2 separate regions of the Urocitellus parryii genome follow, and region 2 is linked to region 1. The links are chromatin contacts, called in public Hi-C maps. All regions are on one chromosome and are shown on one strand. The core of a region is the stretch at or near the end of the contact, and the rest is flanking DNA. Distances in the headings are between cores, read along the strand shown. Region 1 holds the start of Trmt10a (tRNA methyltransferase 10A). Region 2 holds the start of Dnajb14 (DnaJ heat shock protein family (Hsp40) member B14).

What was found. A called contact is a pair of places that touch in the nucleus more often than the background predicts.
Region 2: a Hi-C map of muscle shows a contact between it and region 1, with 5 times the contacts expected there. The contact joins the promoter of Dnajb14 here to the promoter of Trmt10a in region 1. A contact is called at or near these places in 2 of 2 Hi-C or Micro-C datasets (liver and muscle).

The regions. Positions count from the first base shown.
Region 1 is chr10:46,626,615-46,633,717 of mUroPar1.hap1, reverse strand. It overlaps Trmt10a (tRNA methyltransferase 10A), which reads left to right and starts at 3,908. Exons shown (of 8, transcript XM_077803345.1): 1 at 3,908-4,032.
Region 2 is chr10:46,960,797-46,967,899 of mUroPar1.hap1, reverse strand. It overlaps Dnajb14 (DnaJ heat shock protein family (Hsp40) member B14), which reads left to right and starts at 3,788. Exons shown (of 8, transcript XM_026398128.2): 1 at 3,788-4,043. The coding sequence starts at 3,911. It overlaps H2az1 (H2A.Z variant histone 1), which reads left to right and starts at 235. Exons shown (of 5, transcript XM_026398112.2): 1 at 235-379; 2 at 807-884; 3 at 1,164-1,277; 4 at 1,619-1,748; 5 at 2,001-2,442. The coding sequence starts at 377. The coding sequence ends at 2,062.

The sequences.
Region 1 (7,103 bases), core at 2,659-5,158:
CTTTAGAACTTTCTGTTCATTCCTTTACAATTGACCTAAACTTTTTGTTGACCAGACTCCCTGCCCATTTTGCAGCTGATCCCATGTTGGTCTCCTTTGCTTTTTAGCAAATATTTGGCATTTTGGGAGCTTCCCATTCTCAAAGCTTTCAGGTTCTTTGTTGTGTTCCCCTATTTCCTTCTACACAGAAGGCGATATTTCGAAATTTATTAAGAATGCTTTTTTAACCTAGTTATGACTATTGCCTAATAATGTTTTTGTTATTTATTTAGTTAGTTTTAGCTATTCTAGATGCTTTACTTGCTTTTATGAGGATATTCAGGAAGTTCTCATATTACACTGTCTCTCTAGTCATCTTCCTACTCTTCAATATTTATGTACTATTTGAGAAGATGAGGTACTTTAAAATACATTTCAAACTTGATTTTTGAAGTCAATCAAAATGAAGATAGAAGGAAGTTTACATAAGAAGCTGATAGTTCCTTATAGATGCCTTTTAAGTCATGTTTAAAATTGGTTCCTTTTTGGTTTTCTTCATGTGAAATTAAGTACTTGCAAGTGTCATTCTATTCCTCCACCTCCCCATTCTCAACCAGTTGAAGAGTACTCTCAGACTTAAAAATCAGAAGTAGGTTTACGATAATAGAATTTGGAATGATTGCTCAATGTGGCCAAACATAATGGAGGAGCTCATAATTGCATTTACTACCATATTATCATGTGCTAAAATTCTGATTTTAGCTCCTTCTTATTCTACAATTTGCAGTCCGATTTAATACATTGGCTGTCCATTGTTTAAATGGGATCCACAGATATGATTTCTTTAGACTATTCTGTATTTATTTATTGATTTGTAGTTAACTTCGCAGATGCTTTTTTTCTAGTTTTACATAAATTTTATTGTATATATTTAAAGTATACAACATATGTTATGGAATACATATAGACAGTTAAAAACATTCCCAGTTAGGCAAATTAACATACCCATCATCTCCCATAGTTACCCTTTTTATTGTTGTGTCTGTGACAAAATCAGCCTAAATCCACTTATTCAGTATAATTCCCATATGCAGAATAATTTTATGACCCAGTAGTCATTGTAAATCAGCTCTCTAGACCTATTCACCTTATATCTGTTACTTTGTTTTCTGACCTATTGTCTTCCCATTTTCTCCTCCCCCAACCTCCCAATCACTCCTGTTAACTATTGCTTTAATCCATGTATTTGAATTTTAAAAAAACTTATAAGAGAAATAGTACAATATTTTTGCAGCTGGCTTATTAGGATCATGTCCTCCAGTCTCATCCATCTTGCTGCAAATGACAAGATCTCATAATTTTTTAGGGCTGAATAAATACTCCATTGTATATCTTTAGCAGTTTCTTTATCCATTCATCAATTGACACTTAAGTTGTTTCCATATCTTGGCTATTGTGCATAATGCTGCAATAAACATGGAAGTATAGATACCTGCATGAGGCAGTGATTTCATTTCCTCTGGATATCCATACAGAAAAGGGATTTCTGGATTGTGTGGAAGTTCTACTTTTAATTTCTTTAGAAAACTCCTGATCATTTTCTATAATAGTTGATCAGTATTTTAAAAACATACAAAATAGTTGCCAAAGCTTACAACCAAGTTTCACGTACAAATGCAGATATCTGACTGATCTTAAAAAACCTGAAGCCCAGTGTCATAATGCCTACATTACAAAATGGAACTTGTATCCTGATTAAAGAGGCAGTGCACTCTCAGGCTTGTGACACCTTTCATTTCTTACCTTCCAGTCCTGATAGACTTGGTAAATCATGGACAACTTCTTATATTGGCTTAAACTATAAACATGTGCTGTTGATTTTTAAATGTTTCTATTTAGATGTCCTACAGACTCACCAGAATTCACATATTCAAAACCAGCCTATTTTTTCTAAAACCTAATTTTCTTCCAGTGTTCCCTTAATGACACAGTTAACGGAATTACATTTCTACAGCTGTCCAAATTAGAAAAATCCTTAGGGTTATTTTTCTTCTTTCTTCTTCCCTCTATGCACAGCTTTTAGTCATGTGTAAAACTGTGACCCACTTAAGTCTTTCTTTTACTGGTGTCTGTATATTAAATTCCTTTCCCTTCCTGATGTCTGGAAAACTCCTACTTACTTTACAAGATGGAGCAAAATCATTCAATCTTTGAAACTATGTTCTTTGTCTCAATAAACATTTAGTTGCTCTTTTCCCTCTACAGATATCTCTAATACATTGCATATTTTACGTTGTTTATTTACTTCTGGCTCTTCTACTAGACTAGGAATTACTTAAGGACATAATGATTTAGCTATTTACCACCAGAACTAAGAAAAAAGCATGGAACTAGACAAATACATCAAATAAACATGAATTTTACAAATCAATGAGAATTGTTTCATGTCCAACGATTCCACCTTAAACTTTTTATGATACAATCTTTGGTTAAATTCAATTTTGTTTTCTTTTTTGCTCATACTTTTTTGGTACTTACTTTGGATTATTCTAGGGCCTTTAAATTTGGACCATAAGACTACAAATTAAATGGTCAAGTAAAAATTAATTTACTCCATTATTAAAACATGAGGACTTTTTAATGACTTACAAAACTTTGTTTTAATTATCTAAGGATGCCAGGTATTACCTTTAAAAAAATGTGTAATTATTTATAAAACAGATCCCAGAGAGGCAACTGAACAGCTGTTGAAAGATCTGGCACATCACTGTGCCAGCCTGAATTTAATGACCTACATGTGAAGGGCTACATATCCAATTACTAATCCTCCCTCAGCTACTCTTTGCCCCGATATGGAGGCAGCTGAAAAAAGATGCCCTACTAACAGATCAGAAAATGAATCCAGATTTCATTGCCAATGTTCAGTTACAGAGATCTTTTAGATTTCAGATGAGGAAGAAACTGAGAGGGACTCACAATTGTATTACAGCTCACACAGTTTTTCAAATAAATTTGAGAATTTAAAGCAAGAGTGACTTCAGTTTTGTGACTAAATTCAGAGACACTGAAATTATTTTAGAGAACCTAAAATTCTGAATTTAACTTTCTATTCACTCAAGCCTTAAACACGTTCAAATGTCTTCAAACATCAAGGGAAAAATACTTCAGAGTTCCTTCTATATTAAGAAGGCCAATTTATATTCCAAGATTCAAACCTCATTTTTAATCTTCAAATTTTACAGTAATCACCTATTAGAAGTAGGGTCAAATAAAAAAAAAATAGAAAACGACAATCCACAGGATTGAGTTTTGCTTCTCCCTTAGTTGACTTGGTCTATATATAGCAAAAAGATTATATAAGGTCAAGTAGTACAAACAATGAAACATCACCTGATGTTTTGCAAAATAGCACAGGAAAAATAGGTCAAAGAATGAATGGAGAGTAAAGCGTCTGGCTTTTTTTTCCTTAAGCCATAAAAAAAGGCTTAGAAATTCCAAATTTAAATGCATTTTTATTATGAATTTGACTAATTTCTTGAACTCTTATTTTCCACTTGAGTCATGTAAAATCATGCCACCGTGTTAACCTTTTTCTGTATAAAACAGACATAACTTAGGCAAGAGATGCTTTCCTCTACTCTTCAACACAAAACTAAGAATCTTTCATCCGTACCGCATTTTTAATTTTTAAGAATGGGACTATCTTAAGCACTCTACGCCGCCGAACACAAACAAGAATATGAATGAATAAATGCCCGTAGGTACACCTTTACTTCTTTAAGGGGAAAAACTGACGTCACCGTAACTACCTCCCACTCCCCAAATCCTAACTCCAAACCCCGCCCGAATAAACCCCTCCTCCCCCCGGCCAGCTGAGGCGGAAGTTAGCGCAGTTCAATGACGTATGACGTAATCGCCGTAGCCACCACCGGGTAACTCTCGCCTCTGCCTCTGGGAGTTGAAGTTTCCAAGGAGGACTCGCCCGCGGTACTGAGAGCACACAAGAGAGGCTTTCTGAACGAACTACTACGTTCCCCACATCAACTCAGTTTGGTAAATCTCCTGGCACTGCGGTTCGCGCTCGCTTCCCCTTAGGTAACGTTCGGATACAAAAGGGAAGCATGCCATGCCACCCTCGAGTGGCAACAAGGGCTTCCGGGGTATGACGGAACGGGCCTGTGCGAGTGGCCATAGCCATCCTGTTCCTGAAGGAAATTACGTTGGCTAGGGCGCGCCCCCGAGGCCTCCGCAGCTCTCTGATTCGCCAGCTACATTTTAGTCCCGCCTCTCTGCTGCTAGCGCGGCGAACGGTGTAGATAGGGAGGGTGGACTGGGCTCTGCTGGCCTGCAGTGGGGCGCTTTCCTTTCAAGTTATTTAAGGATGGGCCCTCGGTTCCTAGGATGCAAAGAGTGTGGTCTTACAAAAGATGACGGGAGAGAGAATATAGACTCCGAAGGGCCGAAAAACGAGTTGTGGCAGTGCCACCTGTGGCTAGAGACCAGGGGCGAGATGCTTAGTACCTCTTTACCCGTCCCTTCCCTCTAGAGCTGACGTTGCTGAGCCCTCTGAGATGCAGGGAGCTCGAGGGGAAGTTGTTGATGCTGCTAAGCCCCATGGTGGTGAGCTGGGGACTATTAAGTTGGCTTGATTTCACTGAAGCACGTTAAGAGTTTAAAATTTGGGAATTTCTCCAGAGAAATGTGGAGAGGATAGCGGCAGGTTACCTTCTCACCTATTAAAAACATTTCTTCTGAGGGAGATCTTTGGCCCTAGGGACTTGACATAGAAACAAAAGGCTTTTGCTACCACCGATTTGATTAACATGTTTAAAGAAAGGTCTTTTACTGTCACGGTCAGGTCCTTAATTCCGTTGTGCAATTATTCCAATATTAGATCTTTCTTGAAGGGAGCTGTATTGTAAATTACGAAGACTTTTTAGTTGTTTGATAACACGGAAATTTTTAAGATTTTCCTTTTGGCTTTAATTGATTTATGAGGTGTATTCTCCCTGCTTTAACGGGGTGAGGAAATGTAAATATTGAGATGCCTTTTTACCTATTCCACCAAGTACCTTAGTCGCTTTTATCTAGTTCTTTCTCTTTTAAGCCCACCCGATAACCTGGATCTGTGAATTACCCACATTATTTTACGCTAAAACAAATTTCACACAAATATTTCTATAATTAAAATACCGTTCTTAAATATTTGTTGGACTTGGTTTAACGACTGAAAATGTACTGTGAATATAACTGCATGTCACAGAAGAACACAAAATTCTGCCATAGAAAATTTACAAATTATGACCCAAACTAAAACAATTAGGAAACTAGTAATTGTGCTATTTTTTCACAACAGGTAATCTGAACAAGCTAGTATGTAATGAAGTGATGGTCAAAGTTGGTTTATCTTTGTAAAGTCTACACAATAATTTTTATCAAGCTAGTATTTTTTCTTTTTTTGCATTCCACTTATGTCTCAGTGTATCTATGTTTGAGGTTCAGAAAATTCACCTACTATAGTGCATTTTCTTAACGGAGAATAACTAAAGAAAGTGAATGATTATGATGACTAACTACTTCATGACCTTTTCTTGTTTTTGATAGGCTGTTTAAAAACATGACTATGCTGTGATAGGTCATGTTGAATTTAACAAGACTTATTAAATAGGAAAGGCAAAAGCTCCCTCTGGTGTACATGGTTGTAAAACACTGCGTTAGGTTGCTTTTAACATTCCCACATTATAGAGCTCATCAACCCTTGAGTTTTTGAACAAAGTAGAGAATTAGCCAATAAATGGAAAGTACTATAGAAATGTGCTCTTTTGGAATATTATTATTTTACGAAGAGAGCAATTTATTTCCTGTTATTTTAATTGTGCTTTTAAGTTTGCATGTTTAGTTTAACAGACCATGTTTTTCCACTCTTGCTTTGGGTAATATGCACTGCTGAATTTTATGTAATTCAGTGCATATGAAAAGAAGGTAAAATAAAAGTTGTCTTGGGAAATCACCCTCTATCTTTATGTATATTTAAAGTTTTCTTCTTTCTAATCTTTTTAGGTTTACTGAGTTTCTCCTGCCACCAGTTTCTAAATTGAATACTAACATTATTTAACTATTAAAAAAAATAGTGGCATGGAAATGAAACTAGAGATTTTTTTCATCATATATGACACAGATCTCAAGAGTCTTCTATTATCAGAATTGACACAGCACAGTTCTTTTATGTTCTTTGGAACCCCTCATTTGTAAATAAGGTTTTGCATTACTGGGAGGTTACAGTAGAGTTAGGTTGGGTTTGAATCCAAACTCTAGCCCTTCATTTGTCTAATTATTCAACCAAGTATTGTGAGTATATATTTTGTGCTAGATTTGCTTGCAGTACCTTGTTTCTTAGGAATTATAGTAGCTTCGTAATTCTGGGCAAGTTATTGAGCCTCACTGTGCATTCTTTTTAAAGTAAGGATAAATAATACAATCAACCTCATAGAGTTGTTTTAAGGAATGAATTAGATAACAATACCTTACTATTACTATTTTCATTGCTTTTTAAAAATCTTTCATCATACTATATTCACTCATTTATTTACTCCACCATTATATAATAAGCATCAACTAAGTACCAGCCACTATGTTACTGACATATTACAATGTTGCACATTTTTTTTTTTTTTTGGTACCAGGGATTGAACCCAGGGGTGCTCAATCACTGATCACTGAGCCACATCACCAGTGCTTTTTAATATTTCATTTAGAGACAGGGTCTTGCTCAGTTGTTTAGGGCCTCACTAAGTTTCTGAGGCTGGCTTTGAACTTAAACTTCTCCTGACTCAGCCTCCTGAGCTACTAAGATTATAGGCATATGCCTCCATACCTATCCAGTGTTGCACTTTTTAAAGAAAGCAAGAACCACATAATAAAACTACTGCCTAAATTATGCTCTGCAAATATTTTATCCTTTAATTATCTAAATTGTGGGATTTTTTTCTTTTAGTTAGTAGCTTCTCCATAGACTTATTAGCAAGCTTTGTAAGAAGGAAGAATCATTTCCTTAATGATACATTTACCTTAATTCAATAGAAATTTAGTAGTATCATGCTCATTCATTGGTATGGATAAATAAT
Region 2 (7,103 bases), core at 2,539-5,038, 330 kb before region 1:
TGTTTCTTTCCTCCCGCCGCTGTGCCCTTCTTCTCCCCAAGTCTCATCCCTCCGCCCTCCCCCACCTCCTCCCCATGCCCCAATCATGGCTCGAGTTTTGAAGCACCCGCCCCTCCGCCCTTTTCTTCGCTTTCTCATTGGCTGAGGCCTCAAGGACGCGTCCCGAGGGCGGGTGGCAGCCATTGGTGGGATGAGCAATCCGAGTTCCCGGATGAGGGAACATTCTGCAGTATAAAGGGAGCGGGGAAGGCGGGAGACAGCGCAGTTTGAATCGCGGTGCGACGAAGGAGTAGGTGGTGGGATCTCGCTGTGTGTCTGACTAGCCTTTTCTCGCCTTTTCTCTGCCTTGCTTGTCTGAGCTTCAGCAGAATTTGAGATGGTAAACTTCGAAGAGACGCTCGATGACTCCGCGGCTTTTTGACGGCGGGAGGAAAAACCCGTTACGGGGATGGGAATGAAGTGGCGACGGTTGGGAACGCGCGGAGACAGGATTTGGATGTGCGGGGGGAGGTGTTTTGTCGGCTGCAAGCGGAGCAGCCCCCGATCTCGCGGCGGGCGGCGACGGTTGGGGTTGGGTGGCGCGCGCAGCGCCGCTGGGGGCCAGCGGGCGGAGGCGCGCGGCCGCGGCGGGCGCGCGGCGGGGGGCAGCGGGCGGGGTCGCCGTTGCAGTGCGCGGCGGGCCAGAGACCCCGGCGGGGCGCGGGGACGCGCTCGCGCCCGGGACGCGCGATGGGGGAGGGGCGCACCGCCCTGGTAATTCTATATTCTCCGTTCCTCCTCCGCTCGCGGGCGTCTGCGCGCTGCAGGCTGGTGGTAAGGCTGGGAAGGACTCCGGAAAGGCCAAGACAAAGGCGGTTTCCCGCTCGCAGAGAGCCGGCTTGCAGGTCAGTAGTTGTTTGTGCAGTGTGACTGCCATGGCTTTTTCTTTACACCTCCTTTCTTGTTTATCATTGCTCTGGATGGGCGTTTCATCTTTGCGTGGGTGATGGGGTGTCGCGACTTAAGCTTTCGGATACGATAAATATGGGGGGGCATCGATCACGTGTGTAGGTGCCAGGACGCGTTGCTGCACCAGTGTCCGTGCCCCTTGCTTTGGCGCGCGTGTAATTTGCCCGTATTTGACTCATTATCTTTATGCATTTGTTTGTGTGCTTAAAATTAAGTTCCCTGTGGGCCGTATTCATCGACACCTGAAATCTAGGACAACCAGCCATGGACGTGTGGGCGCGACTGCTGCTGTGTATAGCGCAGCCATCCTGGAGTACCTCACCGCAGAGGTAAATGGGTGTACGCCTGTAATCTGGAAAAGGTTTAGGGGGCGGGGGAAAGCAGCGTGAGGGAAGGAGGAAAGTGATGCAAGAAAACTCCCAGGCCCTAAGCGCGGCGAGAAACCAAAGGGAACGCTAGAGGGAGCTGGTGCTAAATAAGGATCCTACTGAGCTTGAGTTTGCTGCTCTTGGAAATATAATTGCGTGCCCTTAGCTTTTGCATATCTTGCCATTCAGGCTATTTGGGGGAGGCTTCGAAAATTTGGTAGATTTCCACTCGTTAAAATTTTGACTGCTTTATGGATCTTGGCTGAGGAAAGTTGGAAGATTGATTAGATTCTGCCTTCTAGGTACTTGAATTGGCAGGAAATGCATCAAAAGACTTAAAGGTAAAGCGTATCACCCCTCGTCACTTGCAACTTGCTATTCGTGGAGATGAAGAATTGGACTCTCTCATCAAGGCTACAATTGCTGGTGGTGGTATGTAATTCAAATTTTTAAGTAAACTTAGAGAAGGAGAGAATTTTTAGTTTTAATACTGGATTGTAGTCTGGAAGAGGATGTTAAGTATATTTTTATTGATGCAGTATGGTTTGAGTTTTTTTGTATAACTCAATATTTGAACTTTTAAGTTTTTAAAGACTACCAATTGAGCAGTCAACTGCCTTGGTTTCAAATACTATCATTTAAAAAATATACTGAAAGAAGAATTAATCCATGTCACTCTCCTAGGTGTCATCCCTCATATCCACAAATCTCTGATTGGGAAGAAAGGACAACAGAAGACTGTTTAAAGGATGCCTGGATTCCTTATTATCTCAGGACTCTAATACTCTTAACAGCTGTCCAGTGTTGGTGATTCCAGTGGACTGTATCTCTGTGAAAAAAAACACAATTTTGCCTTTTTGTAATTCTATTTGAGCAAGTTGGAAGTTTAATTAGCTTTCCAACCAACCAAATTTCTGCATTCGAGTCTTAACCATATTTAAGTGTTACTGTGGCTTCAAAGAAGCTATTGATTCTGAAGTAGTGGGTTTTGATTGAGTTGACTGTTTTTAAAAAACTGTTTGGATTTTAATTGTGATGCAGAAGTTATAGTAACAAACATTTGGTTTTGTACAGACATTATTTCCACTCTGGTGGATAAGTTCAATAAAGGTCATATCCCAAACTAGTTGTTCTAAAATTGTTTGATTGTAATAGAAATGATTCTTTGGAACATCTCATCCAGCAATAATCAAGCACATTTTTTTCCTTTAGGAATTAAACACTCTCTAGATCACCAAAGTCAGGTAACCAACTGTATTATTATTTTTTTTTTAATATTATATAATGAGCTCTTAAAAGATTTTAGAAGTTTGGCAGGAACTGGAGAGGGATAATTGCTCTTTCTTGCACTGTTTGCCTTGCCTGTGCTTGTCAGTATGTGACAGCACTACATCATTGCACTGTTAACTGATGGACTTGGGTAGGTGGGGAAGTTATCTGCATAGCTACTTCCACATTAAGAACTTTTCAGTTTAGGATAGGTAGAATTACTGCTTTCTGGGTGCCAGGCACTGTTTTGAAGTCTGAAAGTTAATCAGTAATAACTTTGGGAATATACTCGTTTTTATTTTTTTATAGATAATGAGGATTCCTTTGTAAGTAGTAAGGATAGTAGTTGATGCTGCTAACAATAGCTCGACCCACTCAACATGTAAAAATTATGGTTGGGTTGCAGTGGATCTTTAACGTTTTGATACAAGTTCTGAAAAAAAAAAAATTTTAACTTTAAATATGGACATTGCCAAACATTCTAAGTGGTCCTTTTCCCATCACTGAGATCAACAGGGCATGGTACTTCCTAGAGGTAATGTTATAAAAATGGAAAAGGAAGTATTAATAGGTGAAAGAGCTGGTCCTTTTTATCTTGGCCTAGGATTACCGCTGCTTGGATCTGCTTTCACCAGAATAATTGCAAATTCCAGATTAAATTTGTATCTTTTGGAGAACTACAGATACAGTCTGGAATGAGGCAGTAAAGCAAGCCCCAGGGTTAGGGTCCAACGAAGCTCTGACGTGCCGGAAGTGCCAAGTGTGGGACTGACACGGTGATCCTCACCTGACCGAATCCTCCCAGGGACGAGGGGCCCAGAGGCGGGGCCTCGCTCCCTGGGAATTTTTTGAGTCTCCTCCCCTACCCCGCCGTCCCGGCCGCACGCAGGGCGGGCTCCTATTTACGCCGGCCGCGCCCGGAGGTCAAGGGGCACGGCGCTCTCGTTGCCGGTGGCCCCGTCCCCACCCCTCTTCGCGCGGGGCTGCTGTCGCCCGCGGGCTGTGGTGGGCTCCTTGGCTCTGAACCAGTCGGTTCTTTCTATCGGCCGCCACGTGGGCTGGGACGCCCAGGCCCAGGCCCAGGAGATCGGTCCGGGGCTGGAGAAGATGCGGCTCGCGCCGTAGCGGGGGGCGGGGAGGCCGCTGTGAGGAGGCGGAGCTGCGAGGCCCGCCCGTGCGCCCGGGCCGCCGCCGCTACGGTCCCCTGTGCTCCTCCCCGCTCGCCGCCGCACGCCCCCACCCGGGCTGGCCTCGCCTCCTCGGCGGCGGCGGCGGCTTCCCCGTCGTAGCTGTTCTTCCCGAGGAAAGGGAACCAGGCGCAAGCCATGGAGGGGAACCGGGATGAGGCAGAGAAATGTGTTGAGATCGCCCGGGAGGCCCTGAATGCCGGCAACCGCGAGAAGGCCCAGCGCTTCCTTCAGAAGGCCGAGAAGCTCTACCCTCTGCCCTCGGCCCGCGGTGAGACCTCAGTGCCCCTTCTTTCCTGCCTTGGGGCCTGGCCGTCGCGCAGCTCGCCCCCACCCCACCGCGCCTGAGGGGGCTGTCGGGGCCCGGGCCTGCCAGCCGCCGTGGGGTCCTGGGGAAGAGCAGGCCTGCGGTCCGGCGGTCGCCAGGCCCGGGCCCGCCTGGAAATAGGACTCCCTCTGCACCAGCCTGCCTGCGGGTCGCCGCCGCTCTGCTGACCGCAAGAGTTGTAGGCTCCCCGAACCGTTTTCGAAAATGCCCAGTCCTCATTCCCCCAGGAGGAGACTGGTCCAGTCTTACCGTAGGGCAGTTTTATATGGGTGTTTGATTATGTGGTCCCCTCTCTCCCAAATAAGGCCTAGTTCCCTAATGAAGTGAGAGGATCAAGGAACTCTGATGGCTAATCTCAGATTTCACCATCTTCTGGGCTTTGTAGAAAGCTGTCTCCATAGCAAACATCTTCGAATACCTGAGATGACATTGCTTTTCCCTGGGAGAGACGGATTCTTTAAAAGAGAGGAGTATACACTTTGAAAGATTGATCAAGAGACAGCAATGATTTGCTAAATAGCATCTGACTTGATAATACCATAATTTCGACAAAATAGATTAATCTTTAAGTAACAGTGTACTAGACTTATTTTAGTTGAAATTACCCTATTCATTGTCCTACTCTGTAGACTTCAAAGTTAACACACACACACACACACGAAGTTACAGAGTGCCAATAATTGTGCCTGGCATGTTTATGTGAATTATTTACTCCTTAGAACAGTCCTATACCTAAGTACTGGAGTTATTTTCCCAGGTTTATTACCCACATGAAAATATTTTTGGTAAACAAACGACTGAGTGAATGAATGAAAGTATCTTACCAAGGTCACACAACACTTAGTAGCAAAGTCAGAATAGTAGCTGAGCTTTGGGATTCCAAAAGGCCTTTAACCACTATCCTTTATTGCCTTACTCACTGGATAATATTTTGGTTGAGGTTCAAAATATTTCCAGGTTAAGAACAAAATTACTGATAAGAAGAATGTGGGACTACCTGTTTTATTGGTACTTTCTACATTGTTGAAACACTTGTGCTCTTTGCTTTTCTGTCTATCCTTTGCATTAACATTATAATTGAACTCTTATCAGAATACAGGAGGTGAAGAAAAAGAAAGGAGCTTTTTTTAAATTTTAAAAACACAAAATTTACCATCTTACCCATTTTTGGTGTACGAGTTAGTAGCATCAAATATATGCGCGTGGTGTAAAGGATATTCTGAACTTTTTCATCTTATAACAACAAAACAGTTGTTGCTTTTAAAGACCATAACCATTGGGAAAATTAAGATATATAAGTGTGAAAGTCAGTGATATGAATGTACTATAAGGGCATTTTGTAGTTATCTAGTAAAGTTGATAGGGTATGATGTTGGGGTAGTTGAAAACCCTAGTAGAGATGCAGACTGTGTCTCTAACATCTTGTAACCAGAGACAAGGTTCTTAGCTTTCATTATATATGAAATGTCATGACGGGGTTGATGTGAGCTGGAATAAAGTTATGTACAAGTACTTAGAAAAGTATTTTATGTCAAATACTCTCAGAAGATATTTTTTGGAATAATTTAAGAATTCAGGACAGAGAACGATCTAGAACATTTGTGGAAGACCCTGATAAAAAAAATTAGTGTAGAAGAAAACTAGAGCTGTTGGTTTTGAGATTTTAAAATGTTATCCCTGATATTACCTACTTTAGACTACCATAAAACTCTTGTATTTCAGAAAATTGAATCGTTGGGGCTGGAATTGTGGTTCAGGAGTAGAGGGTTCGCCTAAAACATGTGAGGTACTGGGTTCAATCCTCAGCACCAAATAAAAATAAAGGTATTATGTCCTCCTAAAACTTTTTAGAAAATAAATATTAAAAAAAAATCAGAAGGCTGAGACAGGAGAATCATGAGTTCAAAGCCAGCCTCAGCAATGGCAAGGCACTAAGCAACTCAGTGAGACCCTGTCTCTAAATAAAAATATACAAAATAGGGCTGGGGATGTGGCTCAATGTTCAATCCCCACTACCCCTCCCCCCCCAAAAAAAAAAAAGTTCAGTTCTTCTGGATGTACCTGTACTAAGGCAAAAGAAAGTATTTAGTATGGTTTCTGTTATTCTTATAGTTCAGTAAATGGAAAAACTTGCAACTGAATACTAATAAATTGCAGGATTTTTATCCTTTTAAAATTTTTTTCTTGTCAGGTAAGAAGTCTGATTAATAAAACTCTTCAAAAAATTGGTAAGAGTTTTCCTTGAGGAAAAACTTGATCTCCAAAGGGATCTAGGACATTGTTGCTTTCAATGTTTTTATTTGACAGTATTATTGTACAGTGTACTTGTTGCAGTGAACTTCTTGAATTGTACAACTTTTAAATATTTTTATACAATGAATTGAGTTTAGGTTTGGGAGTGTTAATATACATGTATAGCTACCACACAGGATAAATAAATTTCTGGAAAAATAATCTTAGTAGGCGGAAAGTAAGTTACATTTTGGTTTCTTAGATTGTATGTTTATTGAATTGTTGATATGTTTTAGACTTTGGTAGAGGTTTATAGTTTCACTGTTTTAATGTTTTACATTGCTAGTTTAGTATTTGAGTCTTTCATAGGGGGACAAATTATAGATTATTTTTTTAAAAGGAAAACATTATTATTGTTTATTGAATCAAATGGTGGCCTATAGCTTCATAAAAGACCATTCTGCATCTACTTTAATGAATAGGTAAGTTTAACGAATGGATTATCTATAATTCACAGCATCTGTCTGCACTGTAGCAATTAAAGTAATCCCTTCCTCCACTCATGTGAGAGATAACATGTAAATTTTTCCTCCTTTATTTTTTGCTATATTATTTTAAAATTTTATCTAATAAAAATGAAAATTTCTCTCCCTTTTTGTCTCATAGTAATAAGCAAAGCACTTTAAGCATACATCTGAAATATTTCCAACCTATTCTTTTTATAATAATTGCATTTTATTTCTATTTGACTTAATTAAAATTTATTAGTAC